Regions from separate parts of the Zea mays genome. Here regions 1 and 3 are each linked to region 2. A link is a contact called in public Hi-C data. All regions are on one chromosome and are shown on one strand. The core of a region is the stretch at or near the end of the contact, and the rest is flanking DNA. Distances in the headings are between cores, read along the strand shown. Region 1 has its middle 64 kb from the start of LOC100216796. Region 2 holds the start of LOC100283991 (shikimate kinase family protein). Region 3 holds the start of LOC100194394.

Region 1 (3,939 bases), core at 277-2,776, 300 kb before region 2:
TGAAGTTCAAAACATATGTTTGAATTTTAAGTGAGAACTTTGAAGTAGAAGAGAAAATTTTAGGGTTTGAGGAAAAGGAAGAAAATACTAAACAAACAAAATAAATGTATAAAATAAATAAATTTGTCCATACTATGTTCAAATGGAACACTTAAGGAGAAGACAAATTCGCCACGAATTTTGAATTTAAATTGGAATTGGAATATGAATTTGGAAAAGAAGAAAGGAAAATAGAAAATAAAAAGGAAAAGGGGTTTAACCTAATTGGGCTGGTTCTCCATCCGGTAGGCCCATCCCTCCATTTTCCCCTACGCGCGCAACAGCCCAGGCCCATTCGCTAGCGCGTTAACCTTGTTTCGCTGACTCCCTGACCCAGCTGGCCAGTGACTATTCACGCACCCGGATCCGTTTCCTCACTCTCGCCGATGCCCTGGGCCCACGCGTCATCAGCCCACATTCCCTCGTGTCCGAACCACTCACGGACTCACCACACAACACACCGTTCCCTAAGCCGCTTACGCTTGGGGCCACCCTAACAGAGTTGTCTTCAAGCCAATGTCCGTCAGCCGGAAATCGCGTCGCGGTTCTCCAACTGACCACCGTTTCTCCCACCCGGAATACACGCACAGCTCTTGGCGTTGACTTGCGGACCCGCCTGTCTATCTCTCTGCCATGTGGGACCCGAAGCGTGACGTCTCTCTCCAGCCGAAACCATGGTGGCCACCGCATCTCCCGGGCAGGCGCAACAGCATCTCCGCAGTCCGGGCTCTCCAACTGAATCCGCGGATTGGCGGGCGCAACCTGACCGCGGGAATAAAATCAAGTGTCGCGACCCTCTCGTCCTCTGTTGGGCATACCTAGGGCACCACAAAATTGCCTAGAGTGGAGACTCAACGCCGTCAATTGGCGGTGCTCGCCGACGGGAGCTTGGACCCTGTCAACGGGCGCTCTGAAGTGGCGTTGGTCTCGGTGTTGACCGGTGGGGCGGTGCTCGTCCGGGGTCACGCGCCGGGTGTCTAGGAATAGTTTCCCTCGCACGTCCGTCAACGGAAGGACTAGGCTTCCTCGTCGCGTGTAGAAGACGAACTAGGCGGCCGTGGAGCGTGACTACTCGTTCCTGCGCAGTGCCACGGTAAGTCATGTGCCCATGAGCTCCCTCACCCTTATCTTCCTGGCGGTAGTGCTTGCTTAGGGTAGGTATTAACCTCGGCACCTTGATATCACTTCGGTGGGACGCGCTGTTGATGTACTCAGCGCCGTCGTGCACTGGTGCGTGTAGGTAGAAGAAGATCGAATAGCCGTCCGATGCCTAATCGGCGGATAAGATCAAGTCTCGCATTCCTATTCGCTGCAGGGAATTTCAGCCATTGATCTTACAACCTGCAGTGGAGATTAGAACCACTCATACCCTTTCGTTCTGGAGAATCGTTGCCGCAGATCTCGAAACCGAGGGTTTGGTGTTGTGGGGTATGCTGGCCGTTGATCTTAGATCTGAGGATCACGGTTACATACCCTTTCATTTAAAACGCGATCTAATCTCGGCCTTCGGATTTGATCCAACGACCAAGATCCAAGAATACCCCTTCGCCGTGCTTATTTGTTACAGAGCCCCTACGTTTTCATTAATTCAACCCACAGTCCATGGTGACTGTGCTCTGTGTCTGAGGAATCTTCTGTGTTCACCCCTGAGTTCTTTGGTAATTGAGGCGCAGTCCAGAGACCCGAGGAATTAGTTAATTAATTATAGAAATGAATTTTTAATATGAAAACAATTCCTAGAACTTGTATAATTTATAGAAAATTAATATGAAGTCCAAATTGACCCATTCTAGTTCCTATAATTTTGTATTAATATTGTCTATAACTCTGTAACACTGTTTTGACATAAAAATGGTATTAAAATTTATCCCTTGATTAATCTTGTATCAAATACATAGAACCTTCGAAAATTCATAACTTAAAACCCATAGCTCTAAATTTAATGATTCTTTTTCCTATGATCTTATTTTGATATGTAGATTATTAATATGTATTTTGTATATCTGTTTGGTGTGATGTTCATTTCCTCTTTATACTATGCTTGTTTGTATTGTGGCGAGTAGAAGAGCCAGTGGCTGAGGATCCCGGTGTTCAACAAATAGAAGTTGCTGAGCAGGAGCTCATTGAAGGCAAGTTGTGCCCTTGACCACTTTTATTACCCAATAATGTTCTTTATTATCACTATTCAATGCATAGGTTTAATTTTGATGGGACCCAATAGGTTGCCCTAGACTGGTTATCCTTTTTACCTTGTTGTTGGGGACTTGTTCTCAAATGCTTCGAGTTAAGAACAAGGCAACACAAAATATTAAATGTTAATATCCTTCATCCTTCGAAGCATTATTTCTCTTAGGATATAACGATATTCGGCTTGACAGAAGGTAAAAATCCAAGCGTGACACATGAGCGAATACAAGTTAGCGTGAACAGTACGGGGGTACTGTTCATCTATTTATAGGCACAGGACGCAGCCCGTGAGAAATTACATTCATGCCCTCTACAAATGATTACAATCATAATGCAGGTTATCATGGGTCGATTGGTCATTTCATCTTTAAGTCGGTGCATCTGGAAGTACACTCCGAAGCTCCCTGATTAGTAGCTTCGGCTTTGCTTCTATGTTGATCTTCCGAAGGTGTTTGTTCTTATGGGACCTTCGGCGACAAAGTAGACCCCCAACAGTAGCCCCTTCACGGTGCTAGATCGTTTTTTGTAACGAGCTCGACCCGTGAAAAATTCTCTTAGGCTTCGGAATGCCGAAGGTCCGAAAACACCTTCCCTGAGCTCGTTGTCGAGAAATGATTTAAATATTCTGAGTGTAAGGTATCCCACCATACGGCGGGTACGCGTGGTCTGGTGATTTGCCTTCTCGCACACTATGGTCCATCGTTCAGTGGGTGTGAGCGGCTTGACGATTTACCTTCCCACCTGCAGCACTATATAAACAGACGGGTAGGTGTGAAGTTACCACAACATTTACTACTATTGCACTGTTGTGCTGCCGAAAAATTTGACCACAGCCGAAGCTTATTCATCGTATTCTCAATCAAGGCATAGTTTTGCTTTAGCTTCTTCATAAGAGGGAACTTCAGCAAAATCAAAATGTAATCAACTTCATCAAAACCGCAAGAAATTCAGCATCAAATGACCAGGGTGCGTTCAACTGCTAGAGTCACACGCGACAGGGAGGAGGCCGAAGCTACTGAGACTGCCCCAATCTCCGAAGTTATGAGGCAACCGGGACTGGTTGTGACAGAGGGCGTCTCTGACGAAGGTGGCCTGCTGCCAAAGCTGAACAAGCAGATATTGAAGAGGTTGATGCTGGTGAAGAAGAGATAGATTATTCCATCATGCTGTCTAAACCCAGCCACCTGGAATTTGGAAAGTCTACTGTCTCCGAGGCCGATATGCCCATGATGACAAAACTAGGCTACTTTAGTGAAGCCGAGAAGAAGCTGATTCGTTTTAGCGGAGAAGAAAACACTCCGAAGCCAGAAAATGATGAGGTGGTAGTTTTTAGAAGTTTCTTTAAAGCAGGACTGAGGTTTCCTCTGCATGGAATGATTGCGGATGTTTTGGAAAATTTCGAAATTTATCTTCATCAGCTGACTCCTAACACTATCGTTAGGCTCAGCGTCTTTATCTGGGCTCTTCGAAGCCAAGGAGTGGAGCCGCTTGCCGAAACCTTCTGCTGGGTGCACGAACTTTACTATCAGACGAAGGCTAGAGAAGATGGACTGCACGAGAACTTTGGCTGCTATAATTTTGCCTACCGCAAAGACATGAAGACACGGGTAGTTAGCTACCGCACCAAATGGCCAACCGGTTGGAAAACTGAATGGTTTTATGTTAAGGTTGATGAGAAAAAGGAGAAGCTAGTTCAGAGCCCACTGGACCTAA
Region 2 (3,707 bases), core at 301-2,800:
GAACATCCTCAAGCAGTTCCTCACTGCTGAGGTAGCGGTATATTATGGAATTCGCAAGCAGCTTGGCGATGTTGCGCTTGGCTGTGCAATCCGTACCTGTGCATAAAGGAACAACCCAGTCGGTGTCTGCATTTTTTTAACCTTTGGTCCCCTATCCAAGGCACAAATTTAACACATGAAAAGAAGACATCCTGGAGCTCATCTGCTCATGGAAACTACTGAGAAATCAGCTTAAGAGGCACAATTGTTTGGTTGGTCAACAAAAAGAAGCTTGGATGGTGGATGACATAGGTTGAAAACAAATGCAAGTTCAAAAACAACTGTGGATCCTTCTGCAGAACAAAGTGGTCACAATGGATAGGCACTGTCAAGGATTGTAATGTCGACCAAATTTGCAAGGTCTGTAGGAAACACCATATTCTATTGTAGGCTGGCAGAAAATTGTAGGCTGGGTCTGGGACTACAATTACTTAGCTAGACAACAACAAATCAATATTCTATTGGTGATCAACCATAACTGTGGGAACACCATGACGGCAGAAGGTATTGGATACTCAACTAGAAAATGTTTGGCAACTTGTCTTCTGTCTCGTACTCTCATCCAGAAGAAATTCTTTGCTGTAAATTGTGGTGGTCAAAGAAACTGATGAGTTTTAGAATTCCACAGTGTCCTCACACCAATATCAGTTGTTTTCTCTTGTGCTGTTTGGATGCATACTGACCTGACATTTGTATCTTGGCAACTTAAAATATTCTGTCCGATGTCCATTACAACAATTATAATGACAGCAAAGATCACATCACATATTGATATCTATTCCCGAAAGATTGTCATAACCAAGACCTGGGCTATGCCTAAGGTTGGCTAAAAAATGTTGGTTGGATCAAGAACAAGCCCATTTTTTACGAGCAGTTTTCTTACTTTTGGGCTGCTAAGATTAATGTCGGTTAGTTTGTTGTGTTACGAAATTTAAAATGTGTCTAGATTTGATTGTTGTGGCTAACGATTGGTTTGCTGAGGCCTTTTAATCCCCCTATCCCCTGGAAAAAAAATTCCAAAGGAAGCTGACAAGCATACCAACAATATAGATTGGCGTTTTCCTGAAATCGCCAACGGCCTCCGCAGTTCTCCTCTGCATTAGATTGCAACCAAGAAAACCATGCAAAATCCGTCCATAAGTAGGGCAACGATTATTTAAAAACAATAACAGGAAGATAAAATATGACAGGAACAGGGGGAGGGAGAAGGGTGGAGCCTACAAGTAGATCGACGGATGGGTTGAGTTCCTCTAGAGGTATTTCCAAGCCTGCAAAGGGAATGGTGAGAGAGGCGGTATTTGTACATTGAGAAATGGGAACACCAAAAGGAAGGAACGGAGAGATTGCAGCACTGTACTTGGGAAGGCGCGGAGACGGTGACGCTGGATGCAGCGCGCGGTGCAGAGTGACGCCGGCGGTGTAACGGACGAGAAGCGCCTCGGAGGGACGGTGGATGGAGAGAAGAAGCCTGTCGCCGCCGCTGTAGCTGCTCGCATCGCCATGGTGCCTGTGCCGTTGGTCGCTCCGCCTCCTCCCCGTTATCCGCAACTGCAAAGGCGCAGAGCCGAAGGAGCTCACCTCCGCCTTTGATGTGAGAGTGGACGGTGCTTGATCGATACGCCTCGTGGGCCCCACTTTCCAGTCTCGGATGGCCCAACACGAAAGGCCCAGTGGCCTGGCCTTAGCTGTAGCTAGGGCCGGAAAAAAAGCTCGAGCTCGACGAGCTAGCTCGGGCTCGCAGCAGCTCGGCTCGGCTCGGACCGGCTCGACGCTCCGAACGAGCCCGAGCCGAGCCTGTTTTTCTGGCTCGTGAAAAGAGCGAGCCAGCTCGGCTCGGCTCGGTGCAGCTCGCGAGCTGGCTCGTGGCTCGACCCAACAACAATTTGTTACATAAAATCTTAATTAGCATATAATATTAATATCGAGTAGACAATTAATTTATGTTATTTGAGATTACTATACAAAAATAATCTATTTTATACATTATATTAGTAATATATCTATTTTACTAATTTAAAATATATTATTTAAAATATTTTTAAGATTTTATATTATAATTTAGAGAGCAGATTTAATTTTATGCCTAGGCTCGTTGACTCGGCGAGCCGGCTCGCGAGCCAGGAGCGAGCCGAGCCGAGCCGCTTTTTCCAGCTCGTGAGATGGGCGAGCCGAGCCGAGCTCGACTCGTTACATGAGCGAGCCGCAGCGAGCCGAGCCGAGCCGAGCCGAGCTCGGCTCGTTTCCACCCCTAGCTGTAGCCCTCAGGCCGCGGTATGCGCTCTGGCTCTGGATGCCGCACAGAGGACCTCAGGCGAACACAGTCACTACACGTATGATTGGATGCATGCGCGAGCGCATGCAGGCCCAATCATGTCCCGCGGGATACGACCGATTCTTGTGCATATGTGGATACAATAAAATAAGCTTAGACTGCACCAGTGCATGCGCGCCCAGCTTCCTAGCTACAGCGAACCAAACACGGGCTCAACTGTAGTCAATGCATGTGAGGAGTCTAGCTCTCCTGATACAGCCAACCAAACACATGGTACGTAACAGTGCGGGTCCTGACAATTTTAGGATGCATTTGGTTGGAGTCAATTAAAATAGAACGACTGCATTCTAGTTTTTAGAATGGATCCGTTCTATTCTCCGTTTGACAAGCAGAACATAGTTACTCTATTTTTGTTTGGTTGAAGAGTACAATAAAGCAGAGCTGCTCGGTTCTTTGTTTGGTTGGAGAGTTGTCGGCGTCTCGAGACCGGGGGGTCCCTAAGCCGACGAGTGAGTGTGCCGCGTGCCCCAGCCCAGATGGGTCGAGCGCGTGGGCGAGCGCGAAGGGGGGAAGCGAGGTGGCCGGAGACGGGCGTGAGAGAGGTGGAAATCCCGCGGCCTTCGTGTTCGTCCCGCGCCCAGGTCGGATGCGCTTGCAGTAGGGGGTTACAAGCGTCCACGCGGGTGAGGGAAGCGAGCGGCCCCAAGAGAGCGTCTGCCCCGTCCTCGTCCCCACGTGGCCAACCTTCTCTAAGAAGGCCCTGGTCCTTCCTTTTATAGGCGTAAGGAGAGGATCCAGGTGTACAAATGGGGTGTAGCAGAGTGCTACGTGTCTAGCGGGGGGAGAGCTAGCGCCCTAAGTACATGCCAATGTGGCAGCCGGAGAGATCTTGGCACCCTGCTGGTGTGGTGTCGTGGCTGTCGGAGGAGCAACGGAGCCTGGCGGAGGGACAGCTGTCGGAGCGGTTGGGTCCTTGCTGACGTCCCCCTGCTTCCGTAAGGGAGCTGAGAGCCGCCGTCGTCACAGGGCTAGCGGGGCGCCATCATTGCCTATCTGGAGGAGCTAGCCAGATGGGACACCGGTCTCGTTCTCTGTGGCCCGAGTCGGCTCGGGGTAGAGTGATGATGGCGCTTCCTGTTGACGTGGCGGGCCTATGCCCTAGGTCGGGCGACATGGAGGTTCCTCCGAAGCCGGGGTTGAATCTGTCTTCCATGGCCGAGGCCGAGCCCGAGCTCCTGGGTCGGGCGAGGCGGAGGTTGTTCGGCAGAGGCCAGGGCGGAGTCCGAGCCCTGGGGTCGGGCGAAGCGGAGTTCGTCGTCTTCTGGGGCTGAGCCCGAGTCCGAGCCCTGGGTTGGGCGGAGCGGAGTTCGCCGTCTTCCGGGGCCTTAGCCTGAGT
Region 3 (3,566 bases), core at 401-2,900, 320 kb after region 2:
AGGATAGCAGGACGAGAGGGGAAGAGAGAGAGAGAACTTTGCGCAAGAAACCCGATGGTGACTTTGCGCCAAGATGCCCCCATTTTTTTTCGATAGCATAATCAGCCTGTTGAATTTCTATGGTACGCTAGCTGTATTCATTAAGAACTAAAAAGTGAAATCTCATTATAACAAATTACAAAAAAAACGAAGATGTTCAACAGAAAGAGTTTATGGAGTTGCAGCAGCAAGCTATATACCAAAACCTATCAGGCAATTATTATGCATTACTACTGAATTCCAGTGTTTAGCCCAGCCAAGCTAAGTATCTCGTCCAATTGGACAGCATCGGATACATGACGACTGCCATGTGGCAACTTCATGCTGGCGAAAACACGAGCGAATGTTAGGGTCTGAAGCGCTTTGTGTATCTATCTGCTTTCATATAGCTGTACAATGTGTTTGATTGATAAATCGAAATAAGTAGTAAAACCACGCATAGTGGTTCATCAATCAAAGCACCAAAAGGTTGATAAGCACAGCCACCTTTCTTTTGTCAAGAAGCAAAAAAATAAACAATCATATCAAAGGAAAAAAGAAAGAAAACAAAAGAAGGAAGAAGCATATACCTTCAGCTTTCAGAAAGCAACATGTAATATTATAATGCTAGTATATTAAAGGTAGAAAATTCTGACCAATGGCATGGTAGATGTGTTCTGACGCATTTTGTTCAACCAGTGATAGCTTTGACACAGCTTTAAGATGTACTAATCAAGCAGGAAAAAAAATGTCTCTGTCTGAAACAAACAAGAAAAACCCTCCTCTCAACTACACGGCCAGTGCTCTGTAATCTGTATACTGGTCCTGTCCAGTGTTAGCAGTAATTGGATTAACTAGCTTGTAAAAGTATGGACTCGGTAGTAGTCCATTCAAAATATTGTTCATTGTAACTTCGTCCTAACTCAAGACTTCTTAACTTTCAAGCAAATTTATAGAAAAATTCATCAACATCTACAATATCAAATTTGTTTATAAACTTCTCCATAAAATATGTCTTAATAGTGCATTTATTTGAACCTGTAGATGACAATATGTTTTTGCAAGAACTTGGCCAAAGTTAGAGAAGCTTAATTTAGACAAAGCTAAAGTAAAGTATAATTTGGAATTTTAACCTACAGAGAAGCTTCAAGAATGTGAATTTACCATAAGCAAACATTTGTGAAGAAATTCAAAGCAAAGATTCAAGTAGATTTATGGATAAGAAAAAATACATCGAGTGTAAACAAAATCAACTTTTATGATGTACTGTAGTTTATATTAACAAAAACCAAGAATATAACCTCTACCTCTGCAAATTCCAGACGCCAAAACACTGTAGAAGTAGTAAAAGCCGTTACGGATTAAAGCCAAGCGAATAGGCTCAATAAAGCTGATGTCCTAACATGCACACCTATGAATTTGCAATACAATATGAGCACCATGAGCCAATTAAAAAGCTACTTTATCAGTTAGAATATGAGGGCAACCCAAATGGTGGAATATAGGATCTTTATAGGGAGCTCCAAATCACACCCACCACATCAGCTGGCCACCAATACCTCCCCCTCTCTTACCTATAAATGAGAGGCAAAAGCCACCAAACTAGTAGGCAACTAAGACAAAGTGGCGTACTCTTCTCTGTACTAGCTTTCTTCTTCCTCCTCCTCTTCCTCCTCCCAAACAGACTGGATTTCATCAAGATAATCCTGAAACTGGAGCCAACAAGCAGACAGAGAAAGAAGAGCAAGAAGACCGGCTCCCAGCCGATACACGGTAGGAGTGAGCAGCGTTAGATCAGTTTTCATCACAGGATCGATATGGTGACAGTGAGAGAGGAGACTCGCAAGGGGCCATGGACAGAGCAGGAGGACCTGCAACTGGTATGCACTGTCCGTCTGTTCGGTGAACGTCGTTGGGATTTCATTGCCAAAGTATCAGGTTTGAGGGGTGGGGATCCACAAATTAGGTAGCTAAATTGAAGTCACCCGCGCTAAGTCGCAAAAGCAGCTATCAACCTCTCTGACCGACTCTATTCTTGCTTCCCCTCTCCCCTTCTGTATCTTCATGCAGGGCTCAACCGGACAGGCAAGAGCTGCCGGCTGCGCTGGGTCAACTACCTCCACCCTGGCCTCAAGCGTGGGCGCATGTCTCCCCATGAAGAGCGACTCATCCTAGAGCTGCACGCTCGGTGGGGAAACAGGTCTGATTACCAAAAGATAATAAAAAAGGACGGTTTTTCTCTCTCTCTCTAAAATTTGTTGACATGTTCAATAACTTGTCCTAAACAGGTGGTCCAGGATAGCACGCCGCTTGCCAGGGCGCACTGACAATGAGATCAAGAACTACTGGAGGACACACATGAGAAAGAAGGCACAGGAGAGGAAGAGGAACATGTCTCCATCGTCGTCCTCGTCTTCGCTGACTTACCAGTCAGGCTACCCAGATACTCCATCAACCATTGGAGTTGAGGGACAGGAGCTTCATGGTGGCAGTGGCTGCATCACAAGCATCCTGAAGGGCACCCCTCCGGACATGGATGGCTATCCCATGGACCAGATATGGATGGAAATTGAGGCGCCACAGATGCCCTCGGAGGAGAGCTTTGTTGGGGGGAACCATAATGTGTGCAGCAGCCTTGCCACCCCGCTGCCACCACCAACTGTCTGGGAATACTACCCAGATGCCTGCTGGAAGGTTGACGATGAGATCAAGATGGCAACACAATTTCAATTTGGTTATAGTGAAGGAGTTGGGCCCTGCTTCTGATGCCATAAATATTGGGTCAGATTACTAAGTTATACACCTACCTAGCAGAAGTGAAGTGCTTTTGTAGAAACAAGCTTTAGCATGGATCTGAATATTTATCTCCGCGCTTAGAATTGCAGGTCTATGGATCTATGCATGGTTGCTATGTATCTATCTAGTGTGCAAGACAAGATTATCTTAATTTGTCCTTGATGCTATGGAATACAAGGGCAAAGGTACTATATCTGTTTACTCACAGTATAATTAGCTACCCTTTGAGACTTTTCTGTTGGACATGATGCCAACAATACATGTTATATTGATATAGATGGTCTTAACTTGGAAGGGTTTAAAGTTTCAGTCCACAGAAACCATTGTTAAGGTGAACATTAAGCCGACCCAGTTGAAAATGTAGTTCACTTTTAACCCGTCCATAAAAACCAATGACGGTTGTTTTGTACAAGTGGCTGGTTGATGGCTTCAAGTAAAAACCACTGGCCCAAAAGAAGCAAATTGATATACCAAATTAATGATCTGATAGAGCTGCCTACCTTTATAAAAAATGTATTATTCCATGGTACCAACTTATCAACTTGCAAGTCATGGTATTAGGAAAGAGAAGACAGCTCTCAGGAGCCACCAAGTCTCAAGGTGAAAAGGTACAATAGTCTGATCCAAGCAAAAAAAAAAGTTGGCAAAGGACTAGCTCCAACTTTTTCTCAACATAAACCAAAGTTAAGATGAGTTTCTGTAAAATCCCAATCATTTATGCTTAAAATCATCATGTTCCCCCAGATGAAATT

Evidence for each region. A called contact is a pair of places that touch in the nucleus more often than the background predicts.
Region 1: a contact with region 2 is called in a Hi-C map of ear, with 2.0 times the contacts expected there. The contact joins the enhancer-like site here to the promoter of LOC100283991 in region 2. A contact is called at or near these places in 3 of 25 Hi-C or Micro-C datasets (ear, endosperm and tassel).
Region 3: a Hi-C map of ear shows a contact between it and region 2, with 2.6 times the contacts expected there. The contact joins the promoter of LOC100194394 here to the promoter of LOC100283991 in region 2. A contact is called at or near these places in 2 of 25 Hi-C or Micro-C datasets (ear and leaf).

The regions. Positions count from the first base shown.
Region 1 is chr1:155,099,723-155,103,661 of Zm-B73-REFERENCE-NAM-5.0, reverse strand. No RefSeq gene overlaps it. Among protein-coding and RNA genes, the nearest start is that of LOC100216796, 64 kb to the left of the region's middle. Within about 2 kb of position 1,526, at least 18 of the 20 cell types and tissues checked have an H3K27ac peak or open chromatin away from gene starts, as enhancers often do. A contact at or near this core is called in ear, endosperm and tassel, where this site is marked.
Region 2 is chr1:154,798,619-154,802,325 of Zm-B73-REFERENCE-NAM-5.0, reverse strand. LOC100283991 (shikimate kinase family protein) reads right to left here and starts at 1,550. Exons shown (of 9, transcript NM_001156889.1): 1 at 1,397-1,550; 2 at 1,261-1,307; 3 at 1,079-1,133; 4 at 1-96. The coding sequence starts at 1,541.
Region 3 is chr1:154,476,070-154,479,635 of Zm-B73-REFERENCE-NAM-5.0, reverse strand. It overlaps LOC100194394, which reads left to right and starts at 1,650. Exons shown (of 2, transcript NM_001139425.1): 1 at 1,650-2,218; 2 at 2,307-3,004. The coding sequence starts at 2,163. The coding sequence ends at 2,784.